3 separate regions of the Mus musculus genome follow, and all the other regions are linked to region 1. Evidence: chromatin contacts called from public Hi-C data. All regions are on one chromosome and are shown on one strand. The core of a region is the stretch at or near the end of the contact, and the rest is flanking DNA. Distances in the headings are between cores, read along the strand shown.

Region 1 (3,778 bases), core at 699-3,198:
GGCAGTGTTTGTGAAAGCTTCCTATGGCTTCCTATGGGTGATTTTCTGGGTACTAATATGAGCACTCTCTTTCTGTGTGGATACTAGGTTCTCTCTTCTCTGAGAAGATGCGGCCACAGAATTTATTTTGAGCCCTTTCAGCCCCCTGAGGCATCTGCCTCCACATTCTTGTTCCTGATTCAAGTCTATCATGTCAACAAGCTTTTTCTCCTGGGTTTGATGCTCTCTTGAAAGCTTTTCAGGCCTTCCACCTGCAAAGAAATGGGTTTTGTTTTCTTGCTTTCTACCCCCCCCCCCCAGTTCTGCTGACAAATGCAGGCAGAGATAGCCGTAGTGGTGGGCAGCGTGTCAGCCATTCTCAGGGGATCCCCAGGCCTCTCGCAGATCCTGACAGACATGCCCCACCAAATCCATTCCAATTCAAGCTGATACTTTTTTTCCCCATAATGCTACTCAAAGTTGAGACAGGACAAAACAATCTGGAGAAGGCTTATCTGACTATCCAGACAAAACCACCCCTGCTTTTACAATAACCAGCCTGTATTTGTAAAAATCAGCGATGTCCTGTTATTCTTCCGTCGCCGAGGAACTGTCAGTTCTTCTGGATTGTATGCCATACTTCCTCTTCCAACTACAGCTCACACATGCTCTATGCTGGTCGTGGCTTCATGGTACCTGAGCACAGGTAACCAGTCACGTGCCAGAATGTAGAACAAGATAAGATGTAAGTTATGATTCTAATCAGAGAAGAGCCTAACTATATGGCCAATGTAGTTGTAAATATATTTTGAATCTGAGTCTTCTTTCTGGGAGCATGGGACTGGGAGAAAGAACCAGGCCTAACTTCTACAAGGTTTGGGCAGTTTAATCAGCTACACAGCTCTGGAAAAATTGCCTCCACTCTCTGAGACTTTTTTCCTTAATTGCTACACAAACTTTCTATCCACACCAGGGTCATGGGATTGATGGTTAGCTCAGAGTTCTGTGTGTAGGGAGCAATTCGAGGGTCACCCATTCTTTTGTGTCTTCCTTTCATAAATCTGTTTTTAAACGGAGAAACAAAGACTATTGATGTATGGGAGACACAACTAGAGTGTCCATAAGAAGGGAGCTGAGATACAAGCAGAGTCTGGTGTAGGGTAAAGTGAAGGCAATTAGTAAAGTTGATGTTTTTAAATAGAATATTGGTATTTTACTGGCGCACCCAAGCAGATTTTTATGTATTGAGATATTATTTGACTTAAGACTATGTCATAAAGTAGCATGCTATTTTGTATGCTAACTTAAAAAATAAGTTAAGGGACTAGAAAGATGGCTCAGTGGTTAAGAGGCCTGACGGCTCTTCCAGGGGACCATCACCCATATGGTATCCTACAACCATCTGTAACTCAGGTTCCAAGGGATCCGACGCCCCCTGCTGGTGTCTATGGCCACCAACTGCGCCATGGTGCACTTAAGGGTGGGCAGGCAAACTCTCATACATTAAAAAATAATTTAAAGAGTAAAAAAAAGAAAATATTATTTTCATTGGAGTCAGAGTTGAAGGGCTGTAATCCCAGCACTCGGGAAGCAGATGCAGAAGGCGATCTGTACATTTGAAGCCATCCTGGTTTACAAAGCGAGTTCCAGGGCAGCCAGGGTTACACCTTTGAGACACTGTGTAAGGGTCTCTACTCCCCTGCATAACGAAAAGAAAAAAAAAAGTATAACGTGCCTAGAAGTTTTTATGTCACCCCTTTAAATTCTGCATCTAAAGACAGCTTAAATCCAAGACCAAGCAAAGCTGAAGGAAAAGAACATAGCTCTCCCAGACTTGGCATTTCTGCACAAGAACACGCTTCCGTCCTGGAAGGGGGCGGAACGCGTGGACTACAACTTCCAGAGGGCAATGCGGAGAGGCACCCTCGCTGATTGGCTACTTGGGCGCCGCCCTCTGCTCCGCCCCTCCGAAATGACTCTGTTCCAGGTCCCGGGCTAGAGTGCTCTGGAGGCCCACTTCAGGCCGGGTACTTCCTTTGCTGACTTCATGGCGGCGCGGCCTGCGTTCGGAATAGTGCGGCAGCTCCTGAGGTCCAATGCTCGGGGTTGCAGCTCGGGGGCTCCGGTGACGCAGCCTCGCCCCGGGGAGCCCTCGAGACCTACCAGGGAGGTGAGCCCACCCAGCCCGCCTGCACACACCTACCTGGAGGGCGATCCAAGCCACCCTAATCTTCAGAATGCACTCTGTCCTGAGGCTTCCTTTGGGGAGGACCCTGGGCACTCACTGCTGGGTTGCTTGAGTTCACTCCTGCCCAGCGGGAAGGACTCCTCAGTTTCCCCTGCACCCCCTTCCCTGGAGAACCACCTAATAACAGGTAGCTGTGCTGCAGCAGGAAAAGGGGGTGCTATTAAGGAGTGAGAGTTAGGTTCCAGTGAGCTGTTCCAGCTTTCGCTTCCACCCAGTCTATTAAACATTATTCCTCACCTCCGGGGAGGAGGGTGCCAGTGCAGTCAGGTGTCCCCCGGACAACTGCTTCTTTGACAAGGACTAAAAAATATTGCTAGCCAGGTGTCCGGCACAGCCGGTTGTCACTTTGTTGTGGCAGGGTTCCATGACCTATCTTCTTTCTCTTGGGATGGGGTGGCCTCATTTGATGAGAACGAGAGCAAGATCAGGTTCCGTGATAAGGAGTTCCTGCCTGTCTTCATAGTGAGGGGCAGGGTCCTGTATTGCACTTCTCCGAGTGTTTCCAGTGACGGTAGGTCTTAAGTTTGTTGTTTTATCTAAATGGTTAGGGAAACCTGCGAAACTGTTCCATCCGCTTCTGTCTTCCAGAACTGAGCGTGAAGTCCCAGGACTCTGAATTTCACAATATTTGCCTCTCCCATCTTGCTCAAGACATAGGCAGGCTTATGTCAGAGCGTTCACTTCCTCAGACTTGCCTCTCTGGGATCCTCAGATAAAGCAGGCTTGTTGTTACAGGGCTCTCCAAACCCTTGAACTTTGTACTTGAGTGAAAAGCGCTAGGATAGCCAAGGCCACCATGGGAGCTCTTAAAAACCGATACTAGCAAAAAATAATTTTTTTCTTCCTCATCATGGATTTTGTGCTTTTTGTGAGGGGGCCTGTGCAGTGTGACTAGCTGATGGCCCCTTGGCCTCACACTCTCTCTTGGGGCACAGTAAAGGTGGGACCTTAAACAGAAACACCTGTGCTAGCCTCTCCCCTGGGGTGCTGTACTAGGTCCTGTTGGACACATCCTACCAGGGCAAGCAGTCATTCTTTCAGTGGTACCTCAGACATTGCTTTCTGCATATCTCACTTGGGACCGTCTTCCACTAATTGACAGTTCCTAGATGCTAGGTCTCCCTTCGCCTTTCTAAGTATTTCCTCCGGTGTTTCCCTCAGTGCATGTAGCCAGCCAAGCCAGCAAATGTCTTTTGGCTGCTTGAAGCACATCTAATGAGTTAGGTGGAGCAGTAGACAGAGCAAGGCCTAAGGAGACCTGTGATCTTATCTTTCGTTGGCCTCTAAGTTTACCTGGCTTCTAGTCTGTGCACTCACTTTCCCTTGCTTTCTGTCTATAAATCCAGAGGCTTAAACCGGCTCACCTTGTACAGGAGCATAGGGCATGAGATCTGTAAGAGCATCTTAGAGGTGAGGTGAAATGAGGTACTCAGCTCCTTTATAGAACTGCCAGTGGGCAGGAGCAGAGGTGCAAACATCCGCCACCCTCGCCCTGCCTTCCTTTCCTCCAGGGACCCTCTGCCTGCCCTTCACAGTGCTCTGGTGGGCTGA
Region 2 (3,778 bases), core at 398-2,897, 8.5 Mb before region 1:
TAGATATTTCTAATTAAAGAGATCTGAAAGAAAGAGATCTTACCTCATTCTCTGGCAAATCCGCTTCCTTATTGGCTCTTTGTTTCAAACTTCTTTTCACCTGTTGAGGTTTTTTCCTAGAAGCACGTGCTTTACCAGACATTTTCATCTAAACAGTATAATCACAACGATACATAGTCTGCAAAGGTGAAAAATATAATTATAATATAAATATAATTTTTGTTGAAAAGAGTACATAAATTTTTAAAAAATTTATTCTTCTCTCATGCAATACATCTGACCATAGTTTCCTCTCCCACTCCTCAAGTCATGGGTCCCTTTTCTTTCCCCAAACCACTGCTTCTGCGTTTCCTTTCATAAAACAACAGGGCTCCCAGCGACATCAACCAAACATGAGGTAATAAGATGTAATCAGACTAGGCACAAACCATCATATCAAGGCTGGATAATGCAACCCAGAAATGAGGAAAAGGGTCTTCCAAGAGATGGCAAAAGAGCAGGAGATTCTCCTACTCCAACCTTTAGGAATCCCCCCAAAACACCAAGCTAAACAACATATATGGCAGGATGTAATACAGAAAACGCCTACATTGAATCATGAGACAGACATTGTAAGTATCGAAACCAGGGTCATGATTTCTACCTGTTGGGACCACTCAACTTGTGTTAATTTAAAAAAAAAAAAAGAAAGAAAGAAAGAAAGAAAAGAAAAGAAAAATTAAGATAGAAGATAAAAATTCCTTACTGTTCCCAGATCCACAGGAAATCATAGCTTAACAGTGGGTTGGTAGACACCGCTATGACTACAATTATTATGTATGAGATATACTAAATGCAATCAAATGACTTGTGGGCAGCTGTGGGGATATCTTTGGATTAATTAGCCAAGACGAAGAGAAATAAAGTGCTTAAATGAAACCAGCGTAAAGTCGGACGGCGTGACAGCTCAAAGAACATTTTTTTTTTTTTCTTTATGAATCAGCCCGTTCAGACTAGATCGAATCCTTATGGGAGGAGTGGAAAAAGGCGCTCCGCTTCGGTTTGCTTGTTGTTTTCTTGGCCGGTTTACTGAAACTAGTTTAAACCGACTTATCTCAACTTAAGCTGTTCATCTGCGAACCACTAACGAGAGTGAACTTGGGCTACTCTGTCCGTCGCTCCAGGACGAGGTACAGAGATTCAGGAACCAAGACCGGGAGGGTCAGGGGGACTAGAGAGGGAAGATCAATATTTTCACTCCACTCTGGGGTTATCTCAAACAGTTGCCCTAAATGGCAGAGACCTATTCAGACATTAGACATTGCCCCTTAAAAACAAAACAAAACAAAACAAAACGGAGTTTTACCACAAACGCGTGAGGCTCAAATTATCCCCTGGATCTGTCAGCCGCTTTATCGCTTCCTCGACTCTTCACAGTTGCTTCACGGATTCAAAAGGCGCGCTTCTGACTTAATCCGCCCAAACAACCGGAAAAGACGGAGAACTTCCAGGATCTGGGAACCGGAAGCGTCAGTGAGGAACGCAAACACACTTGTGTAGAGAAGGCCGGCCTGCGGAGCGTATGTCTTTACGTCATCAGACGCGCGCCCGCAATGTCCGGATTGGATTGGCTAATCCGAGGGCGGTGTTGGCTACGCCCCCTGATTTGATTGGCTGCCGAGCTCCTGCGGCGAGCGGGTGTGACCCCGGCGTCTGGGTTCGGTTCTGAAGTCCGGGCTTGGTCCGGGTGATCCCCAAACACTGTGAGTAAGCCCGTGCGCTGTGGAGCACGTCAGGCTTGCAGGATTCTTCTCTTATTGGCTTCATCTGCTCCACCTATCTATCTTGCTGTCCTTTCCTTCTTCTTCACGGATTTTCTGTGATAGGAAGCCGCCCCTGCTTGCTCCTGAAATATAGATGGTGACTGACTGGGTTCTCATTTCCCGCCAGGCTGGTGGAATTCGGAGGTCACCGCTGCAAAATGCCTTTCAACAGCGTGCTAGTCTTGTCGCTGTGCGTCCCTGGTTTCCCACGCACGCGCAGAGCAGAGGTTACTTGTTAGAGGTTCACAAGCTCATGTGGTTTCTAGGGTGTTTTTGCTAGAGGTAGTAAGACAGAAAGTTAGGTGACAGAAGGAAAAGATGAAAAGGAAAGGCGCGTCTAACCTGATTTAAAAAACAAAACAAAACACATAGCCTAACTTCTCCGTTTTGCCATTGAGAGCGTGACACATGCGTGTAATTTTCAACCGCCTGCTGATTTTCTTCCAACATAGTTTTGTGCTTAGTTATTTTTTAGGCCAGTCGTTCTCAACCCTCTTAATGCCAAGACCCTTCAGTACAGTGGTGACCCCCAACCATAAAATTATTTTTGTTGCTACATTGTAACTGTAATTTTGACACTTTTATGAATCGTAAATTGAATATTTTTGAAGATGGAGGTTTGCCAAGGAGTTATGACCCACAGGTTGAGAACAGTTGCTTTGGGCTAACAGTTCCTTTATGCTGTTAATTTTCTTGCCTTGTATAGTCACCACCTATGTATATTGAACAGTGTGAGGGGCTAGCTCTTCTGAGGTGTTACTATAACTTTCAAATTAATTACAAAATATTTAGAGAAAGCTCACAACAACAGTAATTGCACAGAGTGCTAGTTTCCACAGACATAATACATCATGTAATTTATGTCCAATAAAGGCTTCCTTTTTCTTTTCTGTGCTGTCATAAATGAATACTCCAGTAAGTTTCAATATGGAATATAGTAGTTCCATTCAATTCATTCGTTTGTTTATATTGTAACACACGTATTCTAACTGTGGATGTTTATGTTTCAGATTCTCTAATGCAAATAAACAGCAGAGAATTCCTATTCTATCTCTCACAATAGAAGCCTTCCCAGAATGGATGTTACCCAGTTTAAGGGGCTAGCATATCTGAGACGTTTCCTGTTTTGAAAGTTTACATTGTAAAGTAATTAGAACAGTATTGCGATGAGTGGCTTATGCGGCTTGTTTGGTGATCCATAATAAGTATTCAATAGTCATCAAGGCTTCACTAAGTTGATAGGTCAGAAATTATATGAAAAATAGAGTTTTAAACTCCCACTGTCCAATGCTGTGTAAAGCACCTGGCTAGGCAGCTGTATTAAAGAAATCTGTATCTGATTTTCTTTTTTTCTTTTTTACAAAATCTTAAGGCTCTACATGTTGAGGTTGTGTGATACTTAAGTATCAAGTAATTGAGGCAGTTTGCTGCTTTCTGTGTGGGTAAATGGCAAGTGCAGTGAACTATGATTTTCTAGGATTTCTAGTACATGAAAATGTAAAATTGGCCAAGACAGAAATAAGTTTGACAGCTACAGAGACCAGATCATAGATACTTTGGTTGCCTGCTTGTCTTATACTGTATTTTCTCCATACACCAATATAAAGTCTACTATAAGCTAGATAATCTATAAATGGGTTTTGAATGCAAATTAATTGAAATATTAAGTTCCAATCTACCACATAATGTAACCCAGCCCCTCAAAAAAAATGTAAAAAAAAAAAAAAGTCAGGCATGGTGGCGCACACCTTTAATCCCAGTACTTGGGAGGCAGAGGCAGGCAAATTTCTGAGTTCGAGGCCAGCCTGGTCTACAGAGTGAGTTCTAGGACAGCCAGGGCTACACAGAGAAACCCTGTCTCGAAAAACAAAACAAACAAACAAAAAACCAACAAAAAACAACAAAAAAAAAATGTAACCTGGCAGAAATTTTGCAGAGAGTATGGTATAGTCAGATTTGCATTTTATGAGTATAGA
Region 3 (3,778 bases), core at 746-3,245, 5.8 Mb before region 1:
CTTCTCAGAACACATGTTTTCTTCCTTCCTTTTCCTTTGGTTACCTTGTGGCTGGGGCATTCGTGCTGAATCAGTGTGAACTCCCCTTTACCAACTAACTTTGATCCCTTGGCCTTCTGTCCCTATTCTTCACCCGTTTCTCCCCAACACATTTCACAGGACCGTTTCTGGACAAGCCACTGAGCTTTCAGGGAGCCATCAAACCACTAATGCAGCTCATCACTCGGCTGACTCGTTTTAGATGTCTTTAGAAGCTGGTGAATTTTATTTAGGAAAATCAATGATTAAGGAAAATAAAATTGTGTTAGCTTTGATTAGAAAGAAGACAAATAGATGGGCCAAAGGCAAGAAAGGAAGAGTCTAAAGGGCAAAGCAATAGGTAGTGTGCTGGCTATGCTAGGCATAAAAATAAATAAAGCTCCGCTAGAGACGGTTGGATAACATTTTCAAATAACTAATGCACCAGAGACATTTTCCTTTTTCTTTCTTTCTTTTTTTAATGGACAAAAAAATGTAAGGGTAATCTCAAATAGCTTCACAGAGACCACAGGTTGTACTCAAAACCTCCCTGCCCCCTTCCTGAAAAACAACAACAACCACAACAACACCCCCACCCTTTGCTCATGCCATAGTGCCGTAATCCACTTTAGGTGGTCTGTTTATTTACTTATTTATTTATTTGTTGTTGTTGTTTGTTTCTTTGAACTCACTTAGGCAGATGGATCTGTCTTGTTTTGTTTTGTTCCTATAATGTTCTTGGAACACACAGAAATAGCTTCTCTGCAACAGGCAGCAGCTGTAAATAAATGTCTTTCTCTGCATGTGCCACCCCCCACCCGCCACCCCACTGAGCCTGGAAGAAGGCCACACTGGGGTTTTTTGCAATTGTATATCCAGGACCCACTACTGCATCAACTGGAATAATGCTGCCCCTACCTTGCATTTACCACATATAAAAATTACTTCTCAGAATTCCCCTTAACGGGTATAGGCTCAGAGAAGTGATGTGGCTGACTGGCATTAAGCAAATGTTCCAGAGGGATGGTTAACAATTGGAGTCCCTCAAGGTAGGACTCACTGTCCCCCTTCCCCCAACTCAAATCTTAAAGACTCCCGAGGCAGCATAAGACTATAAACCACAAAAAACGATCCCAGGGAGGATGAAAAAGAAAAAAACAAACCAAAACCAAACCAAAAAACTGTGAACAAATGGATTATGGTTCTATAAAGGTCATCCTTACGAAAGGGGAAATGTTTCCTAGAGAGGTATAGGGCTCATGAAGAGCCCAAGAGTACTCACTCAGGCATAAGACAACATCCCTGGGGATGGGAAGACAAGGACCCTGGACACCTCCAATCCACGCTCCTCCCGAAGCTGGCCTACTGGGCACCTGACCACATCCTTGCGAGGGTCCAACCTCTGAAGATGCACTCCAGCCAGGAGTGAGGCTGCCCGCCCATCCCTCCCCCAGCACGATGCCGCAGCCACTCGCTGGGGAGGCCGAGGCGGGGGCGGCCGGTACCTAGCTCGGCCACGGTTGCGGCGCAGCCGGACAGTAGGAACTTGCTCGTCCGGGGCCATCTCTGCGTGAGCGGCAGCAGCTTCTCCTCCTCGGCGATAGGCATTCAGCAGCAAGTCAGGACCACTGGGCACCGCTGGTCGCCTGGGAACCTGCCACCCTGCCGGCGCCGCCCCTTTTCAGCCCGAGAGAGGTCAGGTCAGGACCATGTGCCTTTATTACGCTCTGCAAAGGCGCCGCCCGCCTGGTAGCTGGACCGGTCCGGCGGCCTCAGGTGCTGAAAAACAAAGCCGCACCCAAGAGGCTTCTGGGAAATGTAGTTCTTGGGGGCTCAGCGACTTCTCTGATTGGCTGGTAGCTAGGCGCCCGCTGCAAACAGCTAGTTTACTCGAGCTCCGCCGCCTCAGGATGTGTTCCCGCCTCCTCCGTCCCAGCCCAGCCCAGCCCAGTTCAAATCAAAGCTTTTTTTTTTTTTTTTTTTTTTTTTTTTTTTCTCATAATTTGAAAGCCGTGGGAAGGTGGAAGATAGCCACAATGCAAAAATCACACAAAAACTGGGGCGGGGCAAAGGAACCACAGTTACGCAAGAGAATTTGTTTAAAAAGTTTCTCGGCTCAGAGTTTGCAAAACTGGGCGCATTTTCCTCAGTCGGCGGGGGACTAGGAGATTCCCCTGGAGAAGGACGTTTTCAAACGTCTGTTGATTCTGGAAGATGGGCATTATGGAGTTATTCTCACCAATAGCAATCGCCGTTCTGGGAAGCTGTGTTCTTTTCTTATTCTCTCGGTTGAAGAATTTGCTTGGACCCCCGTGCATCCAAGGCTGGATTCCCTGGATTGGAGCTGGACTTGAGTTTGGGAAAGCCCCTCTTGAATTTATAGAAAAAGCAAGAATCAAGGTATGTAGCAGTGACAGGGAGTTTGGAGGGAGGTAGTATTTCCTTTTCTAATTTTTCTTTTATTAAACTCAGTGTTGGAACATTGGGCATACACATACTTCCGGCAATTCGTCTACTCTGTTTCTCTACATACCTTGTTGGAAATAGTCAGGTCTTTTGACTGTTAGTAATTCCCTGCAGTTAATTCTAAGTGGGTGTTTATTAACATTGCAGATGTAAGCTTGTAGTTTGGGGGCGGCGACAGAAGAGTTTCCATGATTTCAGTTTGTGAAAACGAGTAATAAATTTGTATCACAAGTAGAGGTAACTCTACGATTTTATAAAACTTGATTTGCTAAATTGATCTTTACAGATTAAAAGCTCCCCAATATTCTTTCTTTCTCTCCCCATCCCTACCACCAGATACTATTTTATTGGTGAGTTCCTCCCTCCCTTATTCCCTGCCCTGAGGAAATAAGTAATGGATTCCACTGTAAGGGTTTTTTTTTTTTTTTTTTTTCCCATAAAGCAGCTACTGAATGTTGAACAGTTTAGAGAAGGCACTTTTACTGGCTGGCCTTTTAATTTCTATTCATATTTTGGCGGCCAAGATCTTACTGTGGTTTTGGTTGGGAAGCCAGCATGGTGGATGAAGTGCTTTCTGCAGCAACCACAAAAACCTGAGTCCATACCTCAACCCCTCCAGGTTCAGTGAGAGAGGCTTTGTCTCAAAAACTGAGGTGGAGGGCCAGCAAGAGGGCTCGGTGGGTAAAGGTGTCTGCTGCCAAGCCTGGCATCTTGAGACTGAACCTTAGAACCCACATGGTGGAAGGAGAGAATCAGCTCTCTCAGATTGTTCTCAGACCCCCACATGGGCGCTGTGATACACACATGCCCATATTCCATGTAAACACAATATATGAATAATATTTTCTTATCATTTAGTATTTCTTCTAGCCCTCCCCCACTTCTGTGTGTGTACACTCATGTGTTGGTGTTCTAATCCATGCATGAAGGACTACATGGAGTTCAAAGGTTTGCACCAGGGTGTCTTCCTAGTTTGTTTTTCCACTACATTTTGTTGGGACAGGTCCTCAAACTGCATCTGGAGCTCATCCAGTCAGCTAAGACTGGCTGTTTAACAAGCCTCTGGGAACTGCCTGTCTCTGTCTCCCTGGCTTCTGGAGAATTAGGGATGCGAGCTTTTATGTCTGGGTTTTGCCTGGGGTCTGGGGATTTGAACTCTGATCCTCATGTTGGCACAGCAAGCACTTTGTCCACTGAGCCATATTCTAGTCTTTGATGGCTGTATTTCATCAAATAAGGATAAGATATTTTATTTAAATTCCAGTAGTTGGGTGATATGGGTTGCTGCTAACTG

Evidence for each region. A called contact is a pair of places that touch in the nucleus more often than the background predicts.
Region 2: a Hi-C map of muscle stem cells shows a contact between it and region 1, with 4 times the contacts expected there. The contact joins the promoter of Mmut here to the promoter of Mocs1 in region 1. A contact is called at or near these places in 2 of 484 Hi-C or Micro-C datasets (CD4 T cells and muscle stem cells).
Region 3: a Hi-C map of regulatory T cells shows a contact between it and region 1, with 5 times the contacts expected there. The contact joins the promoter of Cyp39a1 here to the promoter of Mocs1 in region 1. A contact is called at or near these places in 1 of 39 promoter capture datasets (pre-B cells) and 2 of 484 Hi-C or Micro-C datasets (CD4 T cells and regulatory T cells).

What each region holds. Positions count from the first base shown.
Region 1 is chr17:49,426,416-49,430,193 of GRCm38.p6, forward strand. Mocs1 (molybdenum cofactor synthesis 1) reads left to right here and starts at 1,949. Exons shown (of 11, transcript NM_020042.2): 1 at 1,949-2,149. The coding sequence starts at 2,027.
Region 2 is chr17:40,933,038-40,936,815 of GRCm38.p6, forward strand. It overlaps Mmut (methylmalonyl-Coenzyme A mutase), which reads left to right and starts at 1,648. Exons shown (of 13, transcript NM_008650.3): 1 at 1,648-1,742. It overlaps Cenpq (centromere protein Q), which reads right to left and starts at 1,537. Exons shown (of 9, transcript NM_031863.4): 1 at 1,346-1,537; 2 at 44-178. The coding sequence starts at 142.
Region 3 is chr17:43,665,377-43,669,154 of GRCm38.p6, forward strand. Cyp39a1 (cytochrome P450, family 39, subfamily a, polypeptide 1) reads left to right here and starts at 1,996. Exons shown (of 12, transcript NM_018887.4): 1 at 1,996-2,418. The coding sequence starts at 2,233. It overlaps Slc25a27 (solute carrier family 25, member 27), which reads right to left and starts at 1,838. Exons shown (of 9, transcript NM_001357122.1): 1 at 1,524-1,838. The coding sequence starts at 1,626.